Regions from separate parts of the Mus musculus genome. Here regions 1, 2, 4 and 5 are each linked to region 3. The links are chromatin contacts, called in public Hi-C maps. All regions are on one chromosome and are shown on one strand. The core of a region is the stretch at or near the end of the contact, and the rest is flanking DNA. Distances in the headings are between cores, read along the strand shown. Region 1 holds the start of Foxj2 (forkhead box J2). Region 2 holds the start of Ogg1 (8-oxoguanine DNA-glycosylase 1). Region 3 holds the start of 4933440N22Rik. Region 4 holds the start of Creld1 (cysteine-rich with EGF-like domains 1). Region 5 holds the start of Tatdn2 (TatD DNase domain containing 2).

Region 1 (2,700 bases), core at 67-2,566, 4.9 Mb after region 3:
GAGAGTGTGAAGCCTTAATGCAGACGTTGTATGTGTAATGTGGTTATATGTACAAGAATGTAAGTAAATGGCAGTAGGCATATATTTAGCCAGAAGACAAATGACATCTCTTTCTACAGGGAGTCATCAAACTGTCATCTTTTTGAGCAATTCAAATATCAAGTGAACAATTTCTTTTGTCTTATCATTTTATAATAGAACACAATTGGAGAAAAGTAAGCCAGAGGGTGATATACCTAAGAGTTTGTACTGGAATAGCATGACTGGGGAGGTAAGAGATGGGCTAACCTGGTTCTATTTCCTGTCCCAGGATGGAGATTATTCTGTAAGAAGTAGAGGGATGTGCTGAGAGCCCATTCTATCTCCCTGTGGCACTCAGGATAACATAGTCTATAGAAATGTCACTTGACTTTAGCACAAAGGTAAAAAAAAATGACATTTTATAAGGGAAATGAATAATCATGCTTTGAACCCTTTGTGTACTAGACCATTTTAAAAAGCAACTCGTAAATCATTTCCTTTGGTGACTGCGACATCCATATTAGTAGGCAGGCCAGAGTATCATAGTCCCTTCTTCACAGGCTATGCTTCCAGAAACTAGGGCCTTGCACAAGTTTGCAGAGCCGAAACTAACACAAGACCCCATTTCCCGATGCTCATTTCTCTATAACAGACTCATTTATCTTTTTATACATCCTCGATCCAATCTTTCACTGACCTCCAGGATAAGAGTAAACTTTAACTTCACGCCCGGCCCTATAACCCTTTATAAGCTGTCTGGAAGAGAAAGAGAGGAGCCATCAAATGCGTTTCTGAGAAAACTGGGAATACTTGTCTTAGGCGTAGACCACAGCACAATGAGAGGTGTGTGTGGCCCTTAGCGTGGACGCTGGCATCGCCAGTGCCCGGGACGGAGGGTCGGCGACCCGTGGGCTGCGGGGCTCCGCGCTCCTCCTTAACCCGCGCCGGGAGGCGGCGGCCGCGGCGGCGGGAGGGGGAGGGGCGCGGAGCGCGGCGCCGAGGCCGGGGAGGAGCCGGGGCCTGCAGCGGAGCTGAGCCGAGCCCGAGCCGAGCCCCGACGCGCTCCGTCCGCCTGCCGGCTCCTGGCTGCCCCGACCGGTCGGAGCCTCAGAGGTGGCAGCGCGGGGAGCCCCACGCTCCGGGAAGCGCGGCGGACGGGGGACGTGACCCGGGAGGCGCTGCCGCCCGGCAGCGGGTGACGGGAGCCCGGACCGCGGCCTCCGGGACCCTGCTGTCCAGGCCGGCCGGCCAGGCGGGCGGGAGCCGGAGTGCGAGGACCCCACCCTCGGGACACCCTGTGCCGGGACCTGCTCCCTCTCCCTTGGGAGGGAGGACCCTCCCTACTCCCCGGACAGCCAGAAGAGATCGCCGCAGGGCACGCGGCTGTCCCTCCCACGGTGGCTCCAGCGGAGACCCCCAGAAGTCGGGAAGGGTAGTGAGACCTGAAGGACCCGGAGTGAGACCTCCCTCACGCCTCAGCGCACTCCAGACAGTTTGGGACTTTTGAGGCAGAGAGAAAGGGAGCCATGCCTGTGGAGTAGGCACCCCGCATCCCACCCGGGACTCACCGCGGAGAGGCGTCCTGATACGCACAAGCCAGGACCCTCCAGGGAACCGCCAGGAATTGGTTCCAGTTTGCTGGAGAGTAGAAGACCTCGCCCCTCAACTTCCGTGCACCTAGACAGTGGACCGGGGCAGAGCCCCTCCACTCAGATCTCCAACTGACAGAAAGAGCCCTCAGCCCCTGAAAGATCCAGTTTGGGGGGGGAGGGGGATTCCCCCAAAGGGGAGGAGACAACTCCTGGCTGGGAGAGGCTCCTCCCCTCCTCCCTAGGGTAGCAGGCAGGGGGTGGGGGGTGTGCCATCTTCCCCAGGTAGGTCCTCCCTCTCCCCCTCCTCCTCCTTCGACTCCTCTTCCTCAGGGGACTCAGTTCCCTGCTCCAGCCTGGGAGGCTCCGCCAGGCACTGGAAGAGTCACTGAGGATGCCACCTGTCACCTGCCTCTGAAGAGGGGAATCCCTGCAACCTCAAACTTCTGTACCAGGTGGTTTCCTCCAGCGGCGGGGGGAGCCTTGGAGACAGGTTAGTGCTTTCCGTTCTGTAGTCTTTAGACACCAGGAGGTGTGGGGAGCGGAAATGGTGGAGCTTAGGGTTCATTCGAAGGGAAGAAGAAAGACCCCTGGGAAATGTCTTCCGATGGAACTTTTGCACTGGAACCCACATGTTGCTTCAGAGACTCTGAGAAATGGCCTTTTAAGATTTTGGAGTCCAAAGGGTTGGGTCATTTGCAGCCCCTAGAGAAGTTGATGCTTTGGACTGAGAACAGACAACAGGTGCGTTTTCAGGACGCCATGGTGTTAGTAACTCAGGACACAGCACAGTCAGAATCCCACAGCACTGTCCATCTTTGGGTCTTGTCCTCTGGTGACTGGACCTGCAGTAAATGACCTGCAGTCGTGGGGGCATTTTATGGATTGTATTGTATCGTCCAGGGCATGCCTAAGTCAGTTTAATATTCAACAGACGTCTTCTTTCCAGTCTATTACAATGACTGCTTGCCTGACTGGCGACAGGTCCCCGCCCACTCTGTCTTGGATACCAGGAGGGAGGCCCCTTTTGACAACCCTACTTCAGGCTGGATATCTGCCTCTCTGTGTAAAATCCAAAGGGAAATGCGAA
Region 2 (2,700 bases), core at 21-2,520, 4.6 Mb before region 3:
CTTACAGCTACTGCTTAATGAAACTGAGACAAAAGACCCAGTTTGTTTGATGTTGGTTAATAGTGTTCTAGCAGGTGTGCTGTGCCTTTCTGTAGACACACACACACACACACTAATCAGCATCCAGCCCTGCCCTTGAGTCTGTAGTCCAATAATTTAGGCACAACCCGAAAATTTCTCTGCTTGATGGAAAATGCCCTAGTGTGTCAAACTAGTGTCCGAAGTTCATGTTTCTTTCTTTCTTTTTTTCTTTTCTTTTTTTGTTTGTTTTTGGAGACAGGGTTTCTCTGTGTTGCCCTGGCTGTCCTAGAACTCACTCTGTAGACCAGGCTGGCCTCAAACTCAGAAATCTGCCTGCCTCTGCCTCCCAAAGTGCTGGGATTAAAGTCATGCGCCATAACTGCCCGGCTGAAGTTCATATTTCTTAGCCTAAGCATTCTTTTTTTGTCTTAAAAAATTATAAATGATATAGTCCTTTTTGGAACAAGGTGGCTGGTGCTGGTTGTGTTGGTCCCTTAGGCTGCCTAGAGCCACACACTGGCATTTGGACGGAGTGAACTCCAAAGAAAGCCCATCTCTCCACGCTCGGACTGGAGCGGGTAGCTGTGCCGCAGGCTGTAGCCAGGGCGAGCAAACCTGAGACTGGCCTCTGAAGCCTGGGAAGCCCGAGATGGCGCATTCGGGGCCTCCTGACAAGACGTGGAGGGGACAGCGCTGAAAAATCACTGCCTCAGAAGAGGCTCGGTGGAGAAAGGCTTGAGCAGGGGAGGATGAGATTCTTTCGGTTTATTTCTTGAGACAGAGTCTCGCCATGAAGCCCAGCCTAGTTAAGCTTCAAACGTGCCTCCCGCCTCTGCCTACCGAGTTCTGGGACGACCGGTGTGTACCACTACGCCCCGCAATGATGTGGCTCCAGTGCGGGCCAGCACGAGAAGTTGCAGGCAGGCCCTGAGATTGCACCGAAAGCCCTGAAATGGCAGAGCCGGGTCTCTGGCAGCCAATCGCCAAGCAGCGAGGCCAGCAGGCCAACCGCTCCCACCTCACAGGCCCGCCCACTCCGGCACTCCCGAGTTCTCATTGGTGCTTCGTACTTTCTTCTCGGATTGGCTACCTCTAGGGTCAAATAAGCGGGAGCAAGGATCTACTTCCGGTGGGAGTAAACTGGGACCCGGAAGAACCATACTGGCGCGCCTTTCCAAACCTCGAGGGCTGCGCAGGAGGAGGAGGCGCGCGCCGGGAGGTCCTGGGGGCGGGGCCACGTCCGGAGGAAGAGGCGGGGCGTGCTGCACGGGAGAGCGGAGTGGGGCGTTTAGGGGTTTGGTGGTGTGCGAGAGGCTTTCCTACGAGGAGAGGGAAATTCATTCAACAGGGACTCAAATTAAAATTACACCGGACCCATAAGCTAGGACCCACGGTGCTACACTCCCGGTGTGTGTGGTCACTTGTGTGCGAGGCTTTAGGACTTGGGAAAGTCGAGTTCTGATTGGACAGTGCCGTAATGGGCTGGGGCTGCTAGCCGAATGTTATTCCGTTCCTGGCTGCCTAGCAGCATGAGACATCGCACCCTAAGCTCCAGCCCGGCCCTCTGGGCCTCTATCCCGTGTCCACGCTCTGAGCTGCGTCTGGACTTGGTTTTAGCTTCTGGACAGTCCTTCCGGTGAGTGACTGCACTTGGGAGGACTGTTCCCTAGGATGTTGACTTCTCAGTGCTGCCCACTCGGGATACAGAGAATGTTGGGAGCAATAGATGAGAGTACATTTTGGAGTCTAAGCACCGGTGGTTTGCCTTTTAACCTTCTTTAGGAAGTAGAGGTGATGACTGTGCAGGATTATGAGGACCATGCAATAAAAATCAGTGGGGGAAGCTGAGGGATGCACTCAGTAATAAGAGTGCTTGCTTTTCACGCACTTGGCTCTTGGTTCAATCCCCAGTACCGCTTCTTTTTTATTTTTAAGATGAAAACTACACCGGGGGTGGTGGCACACGCCTTTAATCCCAGCACTCGGGAGGCAGAGGCAGGTGGATTTCTGAGTTTGAGGCCAGCCTGGTCTACAAAGTGAGTTCCAGGACAGCCAGGGCTATACAGAGAAACCCTGTCTCGAAAAAACAAACAAACAAAAAGATGAAAACTAGCGGGGGGGGGGGGGGGGGCGGCTGGAGAGATGGCTCAGTGGTTAAGAGCACTGACTGCTCTTTTGGAGGTCCTGAGTTTAATTCCAAGCAACCATATGGTGGCTCACAACCATCCATAATGAGATCTGATGCCCTGTTCTGGTGTGTCTGAAGACAGGGACAGTGTCCTTACATATAAATAAATAAATAAATAAATAAATCTTAAAAAAGAAAGAAAGAAAGAAAACTAGCCGGGCAGTGGTGGCACATGCCTTTAATCCCAGCACTTGGCAGGCAGAGGCAGGCAGATTTCTGAGTTTGAGGCCAGCCTGGTCTACAGAGTGAGTTCCAGGTCAGCCAGGGCTACACAGAGAAACCCTGTCTCGGGGAAAAAGAAAGAAAAGAAAGAAAGAAAAAGAAAGAAGACATACCACTTTTATTTATAACTAATTAGTCAGTTTACAGGTGGGACATTTGTAAAACAGAAAGGACCTTAACGAGTTCAAGATGGGTAACGATGCTAGGGTTGTCTGTTGGGGTGCCCAGGTGGAAGGAGCAGAGCCCTGCTCACTGGAGTGGCGTGCTGG
Region 3 (2,700 bases), core at 115-2,614:
TGGGGTTCGGGGAAGGCCAGCCCGCGGTCACGCCGGCTGTGGGAAGGGAAAGTGGGCTCCCCGGGCTACTGTTTCCGGGTGCTCGGGGCGTGGGCCGAGCGGGGAGCGGACCGGGGATCAGGAGGGCTTCCGGAGGCGCCGCTGGCGCTCGGCAGGCGGGAGTTGAGGAGCAGGCCGGCCGCGCGGTTGACTCGCCCCGCTGAGGCCGTCCCGCGAGCGCGCCTGTGGGGGTTTCCATGGTGACAGTAAACAAGCCTCAACTGCCTCAGCTACAACTGCCAAGTCCCCGGGGTTCCACCCTCCTCTAGGTGCTCTGAGGGCCGGCGAGGTCCGGATGTGAGTGGGAGCGTGGAGCCGAGAAGCCGGAGGTGAGGGCCGCCGGCGGGGTGTGCTGGCGCCTGGGCCCGGCGGGCGTTGGATGGCGGGCGTGGGATCCGGACTCGGAAGGAACGGGGCCGAGGTGGCCGCCGCACAGCCATAGCCGTGCGGAGGCTGCCCACGGAGCTGGGGACCGCGTGGCCGGGGTTTGGGGTCGGGAGCCGAAGTTCAGCGCATTTTCGACGGGGATTGGGCCGCGTGGCCGAGGTGTGCGGTCGGGGGAGCGGGGACTGAGGGCTGGAGTCCGGTCGGTAGGGCCGGGCCTCTGGGCTGAGGTGTGCGGAGGGCCTGGGAGACCGCAGCCGCGGCCCACGCCCGCCCGGAGAAAGCGCGGCTTTCCTCAGAGCCGCCCCCCCACCCCGCCCGCAGGCGCGGCTTCCTCGGCGGGATATTGGGGGGGGGGGTGAGGGTGGAGCGCTTCTCACCCACCGCGGCTTACGCTCTGTCAGCGGCCCCCCGGCAGGCCCGGGCGGTGGTTGTAGTTTGGAGAAAGACGAGCGGGCGCTCACGTGGCCCGAGGCGCCCGGAGTTTCACAAGACTGGGCGGGACGGCTCCGCCCACCGCCCACGCCCGGCCCGAGCGAAGCCGAGCGCCTCGCTTCCTCCTCGTGGCGGCCCGGGAGCTAGGAGCACCGGTCTGCGCCGGTCCCGTCCCCCAGAGGTATCGTGTTAGCGTGTGGGGTGCGGAGTCTTTGCCTAGGTGGGTTAGTCGGCCTTAGCCGCAGTTACGAGCACTTTTGTGCTGTGTTTGTGGAGCCTCACGTGTCTGGGAAAAGTTGAGGTGGGCCCGCTCGGCCTTCCCTCGGCGCGTGCTCTCCGGAGCCTTCCCGACCCGGCGGGATCGGAGAGGCAGCCCCATGTGCCCTAAGACTCCCACCCAGCGACCTTTTCTGCCCCTGCCAGTCCGGGAACAAACAAATGGGCCTCTTTCCTACCTGCAAGTCGGGCTGCGGAGTAAGCGGGCGAGCGAGCGCGGGTGGCCGCCATGTGGCTGTGCGGGATCGGTCTCCTGAACCTGGGCAGTTTTGTTTACGGAACTTTTGGGCTTATTTTAGTCGGTTTCCTTTAATGTTTATTTGTGCGTGGAGGTGAGGGGATAAGGTGAAGAAATGGATTTTTCCAGCACTGGGTCCTTGGGATTGAATTGAGGGTCCCTGTCACAATGATCTATCGCTCTGTCCAGGGGGTGGTTTAAATATTTAATTCTTCTAGTTGAACAAGACAGACGATATCTGGAAATAGTTAATACTTAAGTCTTTCTTCCCTTCGTGCTGCGGAGTGGAGGTCAAAACGTGGTTCAGTTCTTCCATCTGTGTATTCAGACTGAGCGCAGGTAGCTAAGGTCTGGCAAAAAGTGCGTTAGCCCATTGAACAATGTCGAAGTACTTTTGAGTACGCCGGGTGGCTATGCATGCTTTTGCGCTCAGCGCTCGGAGGTAGATCTCAGTTGAGAACAGTCTTACAGACCAAATCCTGACTTAAATTTTGAACTTTCTGCTTTTCTTATCTCCCTCGTGTTGCCATTAGTCTTACCAGCCTTTTTTTTTTTTTTTAAGTTACAAATCATTATGTAGCCACAGAGGATGACCTTGAATTCCAGATCACTCAGCTCCACCTCTAGATTGGAGTACTAACTCGACCACACCCCATTAGTAGTTACTGGGCATGGCAGGCTTTAGGCACGCTTTGTCAGCCCCATTCTGTCTGTATTATGCCCGTTTTTGTAGTAATTTTTAAAAAAGATTCATGGTTTGATTTGAAGGAAGGCCTGGGCACACTGGATCTAAAAGTAAATGCAAAAGTGATTACTTGTTTCTTGAGGTAGGGTCTAACTATTATATTACGCCTTGGCGCAAAATTACTGTATATTTAGATAAGGCTGGCTTCAAACTCAAGCAACACACCTACTTTTGCTTCCATAGTGCTGTGAATTGCTGGCATTAAAGGCATGTATCACGAAGCACAGCTAATACAAGGGGGTGTGTGTGTGTGTAACAGCTTTCTTTTGTTTTTCGAGACACGGTTTCTCTGTATAGCCCTGGCTGTGGCTGTCCTGGAACTCACTTTCTAGATCAGGCTGGCCTGGAAGTCAGAAATCCGCCCACCTCTGCCTCCCAATTGCTGGGATTAAAGGTGTACACTACCACGCCTGGCTGTATTTTGTACTTTTGAGATGTTTGGTTTTGTTTGGGGGGGGGGTTATTTTGTTCTTTTTGGATTTTCAAGACAGGGTTCTCTTTGTAGCCCTGGCTGTCCTGGAACTCTGAAATGTTTGTTTTATATGTGATTATATTTAAGACTTTAGTAAATGCCGAAATAAAA
Region 4 (2,700 bases), core at 123-2,622, 4.4 Mb before region 3:
AAGATAGGGGCTATTGCAATCATGCAAGACAGCAAAATTAAGGGCCTGTAACCCTAGGCTTCAGGGGCAATATCAGCTGCAATCTGAATGCACTTGATGCTGTTGTCCATATTTACAGGCATGGAAACGGAGGCAGGTCACAGAGACACATGGAGCTTTTTCAGTGCGTGGGCTCTGACAAATGCGACTTTGGGGCAGATCACTTCATGTATATAGACTCATTTTTTTTCTCCTCCGATAAGGTGGAGTAAAAGATAAAGGTTTCTTACTAGCCCATTATTTTCCCCTGTCTATTCCAGACATCCACAGGCGCTGGGTCCTAGTATGGCTGGCCTGCCTACTCTTGGCTGCGGCGCTTTTCTTCTTCCTCCTTCTAAAAAAGGACCGCAGGAAAGGTGAGTGCTTTCCTGTCCTGGTTTCCCAAGGACAGTCTCAAACAGTGGCGCTGGGGCTCAATTGGGTGGAGGGAAGGCAGGTCCGGGCTCACCCTCACAGGCTCCACTATCCCTGTAGCGGCCCGTGGCTCCCGCACGGCCTTGCTCCTCCACTCCGCCGACGGAGCGGGCTACGAGCGTCTGGTGGGAGCACTGGCGTCCGCGTTGAGCCAGATGCCACTGCGCGTGGCCGTGGACCTGTGGAGCCGCCGCGAGCTGAGCGCGCACGGAGCCCTAGCCTGGTTCCACCACCAGCGACGCCGTATCCTGCAGGAGGGTGGCGTGGTAATCCTTCTCTTCTCGCCCGCGGCCGTGGCGCAGTGTCAGCAGTGGCTGCAGCTCCAGACAGTGGAGCCCGGGCCGCATGACGCCCTCGCCGCCTGGCTCAGCTGCGTGCTACCCGATTTCCTGCAAGGCCGGGCGACCGGCCGCTACGTCGGGGTCTACTTCGACGGGCTGCTGCACCCAGACTCTGTGCCCTCCCCGTTCCGCGTCGCCCCGCTCTTCTCCCTGCCCTCGCAGCTGCCGGCTTTCCTGGATGCACTGCAGGGAGGCTGCTCCACTTCCGCGGGGCGACCCGCGGACCGGGTGGAACGAGTGACCCAGGCGCTGCGGTCCGCCCTGGACAGCTGTACTTCTAGCTCGGAAGCCCCAGGCTGCTGCGAGGAATGGGACCTGGGACCCTGCACTACACTAGAATAAAAGCCGATACAGTATTCCTAACCAAGTAGCACTCGTGTATCTGTTCCGAGGACCCGCTAACAGAGCCTTTAACCCCGCTGCCCTTTAAAGCCCGGACAGGTGCAGCCCGGAGCCGCTTCTGGTTGGCTAGTGTAGGGTGACGCCATGGCACATGGCTTTCCATAATTGGCTGGGAGAAGGCCCCGCCCTCCGGACTGCGGCGTTGAAGAAGGGTGTACTTTTTACGGAGGCGGTGGCTTTGAGGCGACTCGGCCCACAGCGCCCGGGGCGGAGGCGGGGACTTTTTTTTTTTTTTTTTCCCTCCTCCTCTAAGGTCTAGCAGGGTTTGGATCCTCCCAGTCCTGTTTCAGGCTGTGCCTCCATCTCCCAAAGAGGCTCTGAACTTGACCCCTTCTCTTCATATCCGGATCCGGGCTCCTCCTCCAGGACCGCCCATCCGCCTTTCTCTCGGAATATTTTGGGATCCAACCCTCTCTCTAATTTTGGCCCCTAATAACTCACTGAGACCCTAAAACAATGGGCTGACGCTTATTCTTTTGCCCGCGATCCCGGCCACCTCCCCCTACGGTAACGGAGAAATAATTTCTCTGCTGGAATCGTAGATTAGGCTCTTTCACCCCTTCCAGCGCCTCTGCTTCCACTACCCCAGTTTATCCTCGTTTTGTAATTACGTAGGTCTGGGGCTCTGAGCCCCAAGGCGCCTCGCTTTCCTCCCTTACAGCCTGGCTTCTCCAGTGAACCCTCCCCCTGCCCTCTATCTGCACGTCCCCAGCCTGGGAAAAGATGGCTCCACTGCCCCCAAGGGGCCTGGTCCCATCTCTGCTCTGGTGCTTGAGCCTGTTTCTGAGCCTCCCAGGACCTGTCTGGCTCCAACCCTCTCCTCCTCCCCATCCTTCTCCCCGAGCTGAGCCCCATCCGTGTCATACCTGCCGGGCACTGGTGGACAACTTCAACAAGGTGGGTGCACTAATAGCCACGAGGGAGGGGCCCATTATTGGAGAGCAGGGAGCTCTCTCTGCAAATCTGCATGGTGTCTAGTCCCAGTGTGGGTTGCTGGCTTTAACTGTATGGCATTTGGGTAAGGTGTGTCACAGTGCCTCAGTTTTCTGGTCAATAACATAAAATAATGAAATGTTAGAATGTTAGGCCGGGAGTGCCGGCACATTCCTTTAGTCCCAGCACTGGGGAGGCAGAGGCAGGTGGATCTCTGAGTTCCAGGGCATCCTGGTCTACAGACCAAGTTCCAGGACAGCCAGGACTATGCAGAGAAACCTTGTTTCAGAAACAACAACAAAACAAAAAACAAACTAATAAAAAATCCAAATGAATGTGTCTAGCTCTGTACTTAGATATTCCTAATTTCTTCCATATGCAGGGCCTGGAGAGAACCATCCGGGACAACTTCGGGGGTGGAAACACGGCCTGGGAGGAAGAGAAGTTGTCCAAATACAAAGACAGGTAAGAAGGTGGGGGCAGGGTATCTACCCCAACTCTGGGTTTCTGTTGATGATGTTGGATAGATTCTCTGCGGAAGCATTTCGCTCCCCAGATCCTGAACATTTAC
Region 5 (2,700 bases), core at 177-2,676, 4.2 Mb before region 3:
GACCTAGTTCCAGGACAGTCAAGATTTCACAGAGAGAGCCTGTCTTGAAAGAATCAAATCAAACCAAAACAACAAAACGACACCCCCCCCCCCAAAAAAAAAAGAAAAACCCCACAAACAAATAGAGATGGCTTCTGGGATGGTTAACCTTCACTGTGAACTTGGGTTAACAACCCTCTAGGAGTTAGATATGCTCTGGCTGTGACTAGGAGGGAGTTTACCGAGAGGATGAACTGAAGACAGAAGACTCTGAGTATGGGAGGTGCTATTCCATGGGTTTGGCTCCTGCATTGGGTAATTAAAAAAAAAAAAAAAAGTGAAGGCCAGCTGAGTGTGGAGAGCCTTTAGTTCTTGCCACCACAGCTGTTGGCCAAGAGCAGTCTGGGAATGAAGTAGTAGGACAAACTCTTTTCTTTACTGTTTTGGTTCTGGGGGGCGGGGGCATTTTAAGTGTCACAGGCTGGTCTGGAATTCCTGACCCTCCCCTCCAACACCTCCAGAGGGCTGCGATTACTTACAGACTTGTGTGACACCTGGGTAATTTGGTGATTAGGATCAAAAGCTTGCTTCTCCTGTAAGTGCTCTGCTATTGAGCTGCAATCATTACCTTTTCTGGGGTTGGTGTGGGAAGGTTTGAAACAGGGTCTCAAGAAGTTAGGAGGTGACCTTGAACTCTGGATCCTCTGTCCTACGGCTCTCTTGATGTGGGGTTATATCTCTTCTTTTCTTTCTCTCTCTCTCTCTTTTTTTTTCTTTTCTTTTGATCTCACTCGGAAGCCTAGGTTGATCGGAACTCATTAGCTATCCCAAACTGGCTTCGAACTCAGCAGTTCCCCAGCCTCAGCGACCCAAATGGAATTACCAATGTGAGCTACTATGGCTGCTTCAGGCACCTCTCTGTTCTCCCCACCCCCCGCTATTAAAATTTTTTTAGTTGTAGTCAGGTTCTAAAACGTCTAGGCTGGACTTTGTCAATCGTCCTGCCTCTTCTTCCTGAGCAGTTGGTTTTACAGGTCTATCCGGCAGGCCTGGTTCTGTTTTTTGTGTGTGTATGGCTTGTGCCTGCTAACCCCAATTCCGTCACTTTCTGGGTGTGTCGCTTGGTTTTTATCGAGCCACAGTTTCCTGCGTTGTTTTTTTTAAAAAAAAAAAAAAAAGGGGGAGGGGGGATGGGTGAGTAGGTGAGTGAGTGACAATGTTTGGCACGCGCGTCCGGTACCAAGAGGCCCGCCAAGTTACCCTCCATCGGTATTTTCGGCTCCCGGGCGTCCCCAGCAGGCCCTTCGCGCGGATCCAGGGCCACGTGAGAAGCTCCGCCACATATCGCTCCCAACCAACCACAGAGCTTCGTGAGGCGTAGGGGCACGCCCCAGAACGTCGGACCAACAGGCGCGCTCCGTCTTGCCCGAAGTCACGCCCCTCTCCCGTTGGAGCAATCGGCGCCGTCCCTGACGCCGGCTCCGCCCCTGCCGCACGCCGGCCGCCGGCCGCTGGGCAGGTTCCGCGGAGCTGACGCCGAGGTTGCGAAGTAGGCGGCGGGGCCGAGGCCTTGGATGAGGGCGCGGTGCGGCGCTGGGCCGGGTCAGCTGGAGGAGCGGAGGTGACTTCCGGCGCGCGGCTCCGGAGGCCAGTGGCTCCCTCAGGCCCGGGGCGGGACGGGGCGGCGGGAGGCGAGCGGCCACCCCGCCCGCGGCCCGCCCTTGGCGTCCGGGGCCTGCGGGCGCGTGCGGCCCAAAAGGCGGCTCCGCACGCGCTCGGCCCCCCGCGCAGGGCTTCGGAAGGCAGACCGCTGCACCGCGCCGCGCCGCGCCGGAAGCGCCTCGGCGTCTCGGGAGTGGCGCGCTGTTGACAGCCGCGCTCGCGGACTTGGGCTGCGCGTTGTTCGGGCTCGGCGCTCGGCCCGCGGACGCTTCTCGGAGCGCTGTGGCGTCCCCGAAGCCCGTAGCACTGGAATGGGCAGACGACAGGAACGGGAAAGGTCAGTGGGGCCGATTCCCGCCGTTGCCCTAGCGGCTTCCCGGCGGTGTGAGGCGAGCAGCCGCCAAGGCTGCTGCTACAATCGTCGTTCCTCTGTCCCTGGCAGGTGCCCATGGCGTCGGAGCGGCGCAAGGTCAAGTATCACTGGGGCAGCACGTCGGAAGGGTGTCCCAGCAAGCGCAGCCGCCCCCGGGAGCCCGGCAATGTGGCCCCCTCCAGCCGGCCAGGTCGCAGGTGTGCGTCGCGTCCTCGAGGGGCCAGCAGCCCCCAGCGTCTGAAAGTCCGGCGCGGGGACGATGTGGCCCGCGCTCCTCGGAGCTCAGTCCGCCGTCGCACCTCCTCTTCCTCTTCTTCGTCCTCTCTCTCTTCGGGCTCAGGTGTGGGTGAGGCCGCTTCCCCTGGCTTCCTGATTGCGAGCCCTCGGAGACTATTTACGTCCAAGGGGTCCCCTCTGCACCCTGCCCACTCCTCTCTAGAAGAAATGGCTTCTCTACGGAAGGAAGCTTGTAGCGTTAAGGTACGTGGCAGCGACGTCTGGCAAACAGTGAAGTCCCTTGCACGTGGTTTGAGGGGTGGAGAGAAGACATTTGGTGGGAAGAGAATAAAAATTAGATCTTTCCTGTGGAGGGCCTGGTGTGTGTGTGGGGGGGGGCGAGGGGGAGGGTGTTGAGGGGTAGAGCTCAGTATGGAGGGGGTTTTCAAACTTGGTGGCATTTGGAACTA

The links. Hi-C and Micro-C count contacts between places; a contact is called where the count stands out from the background.
Region 1: a Hi-C map of CD8 T cells shows a contact between it and region 3, with 4 times the contacts expected there. The contact joins the promoter of Foxj2 here to the promoter of 4933440N22Rik in region 3. A contact is called at or near these places in 5 of 484 Hi-C or Micro-C datasets (B cells, CD4 T cells, CD8 T cells and 1 more).
Region 2: a contact with region 3 is called in a Hi-C map of B cells, with 6 read pairs. The contact joins the promoter of Ogg1 here to the promoter of 4933440N22Rik in region 3. A contact is called at or near these places in 1 of 39 promoter capture datasets (pre-B cells) and 1 of 484 Hi-C or Micro-C datasets (B cells).
Region 4: a Hi-C map of myocytes shows a contact between it and region 3, with 6 times the contacts expected there. The contact joins the promoter of Creld1 here to the promoter of 4933440N22Rik in region 3.
Region 5: a contact with region 3 is called in a Hi-C map of erythroblasts, with 5 times the contacts expected there. The contact joins the promoter of Tatdn2 here to the promoter of 4933440N22Rik in region 3.

What each region holds. Positions count from the first base shown.
Region 1 is chr6:122,818,868-122,821,567 of GRCm38.p6, forward strand. Foxj2 (forkhead box J2) reads left to right here and starts at 1,317. Exons shown (of 11, transcript NM_021899.3): 1 at 1,317-2,103.
Region 2 is chr6:113,325,706-113,328,405 of GRCm38.p6, forward strand. Ogg1 (8-oxoguanine DNA-glycosylase 1) reads left to right here and starts at 1,271. Exons shown (of 7, transcript NM_010957.4): 1 at 1,271-1,657; 2 at 2,660-2,700. The coding sequence starts at 1,521.
Region 3 is chr6:117,906,841-117,909,540 of GRCm38.p6, forward strand. It overlaps 4933440N22Rik, which reads right to left and starts at 1,365. Exons shown (of 2, transcript XM_017321877.1): 1 at 1,264-1,365; 2 at 1-1,001. The coding sequence starts at 1,365. The coding sequence ends at 270. All of the region lies in intron 1 of Hnrnpf (heterogeneous nuclear ribonucleoprotein F), which reads left to right.
Region 4 is chr6:113,481,984-113,484,683 of GRCm38.p6, forward strand. It overlaps Creld1 (cysteine-rich with EGF-like domains 1), which reads left to right and starts at 1,373. Exons shown (of 10, transcript NM_133930.2): 1 at 1,373-2,093; 2 at 2,512-2,594. The coding sequence starts at 1,920. It overlaps Il17rc (interleukin 17 receptor C), which reads left to right. Exons shown (of 18, transcript NM_178942.1): 17 at 300-395; 18 at 514-1,180. The coding sequence ends at 1,136.
Region 5 is chr6:113,695,624-113,698,323 of GRCm38.p6, forward strand. It overlaps Tatdn2 (TatD DNase domain containing 2), which reads left to right and starts at 1,427. Exons shown (of 8, transcript NM_001347356.1): 1 at 1,427-1,978; 2 at 2,084-2,494. The coding sequence starts at 2,090.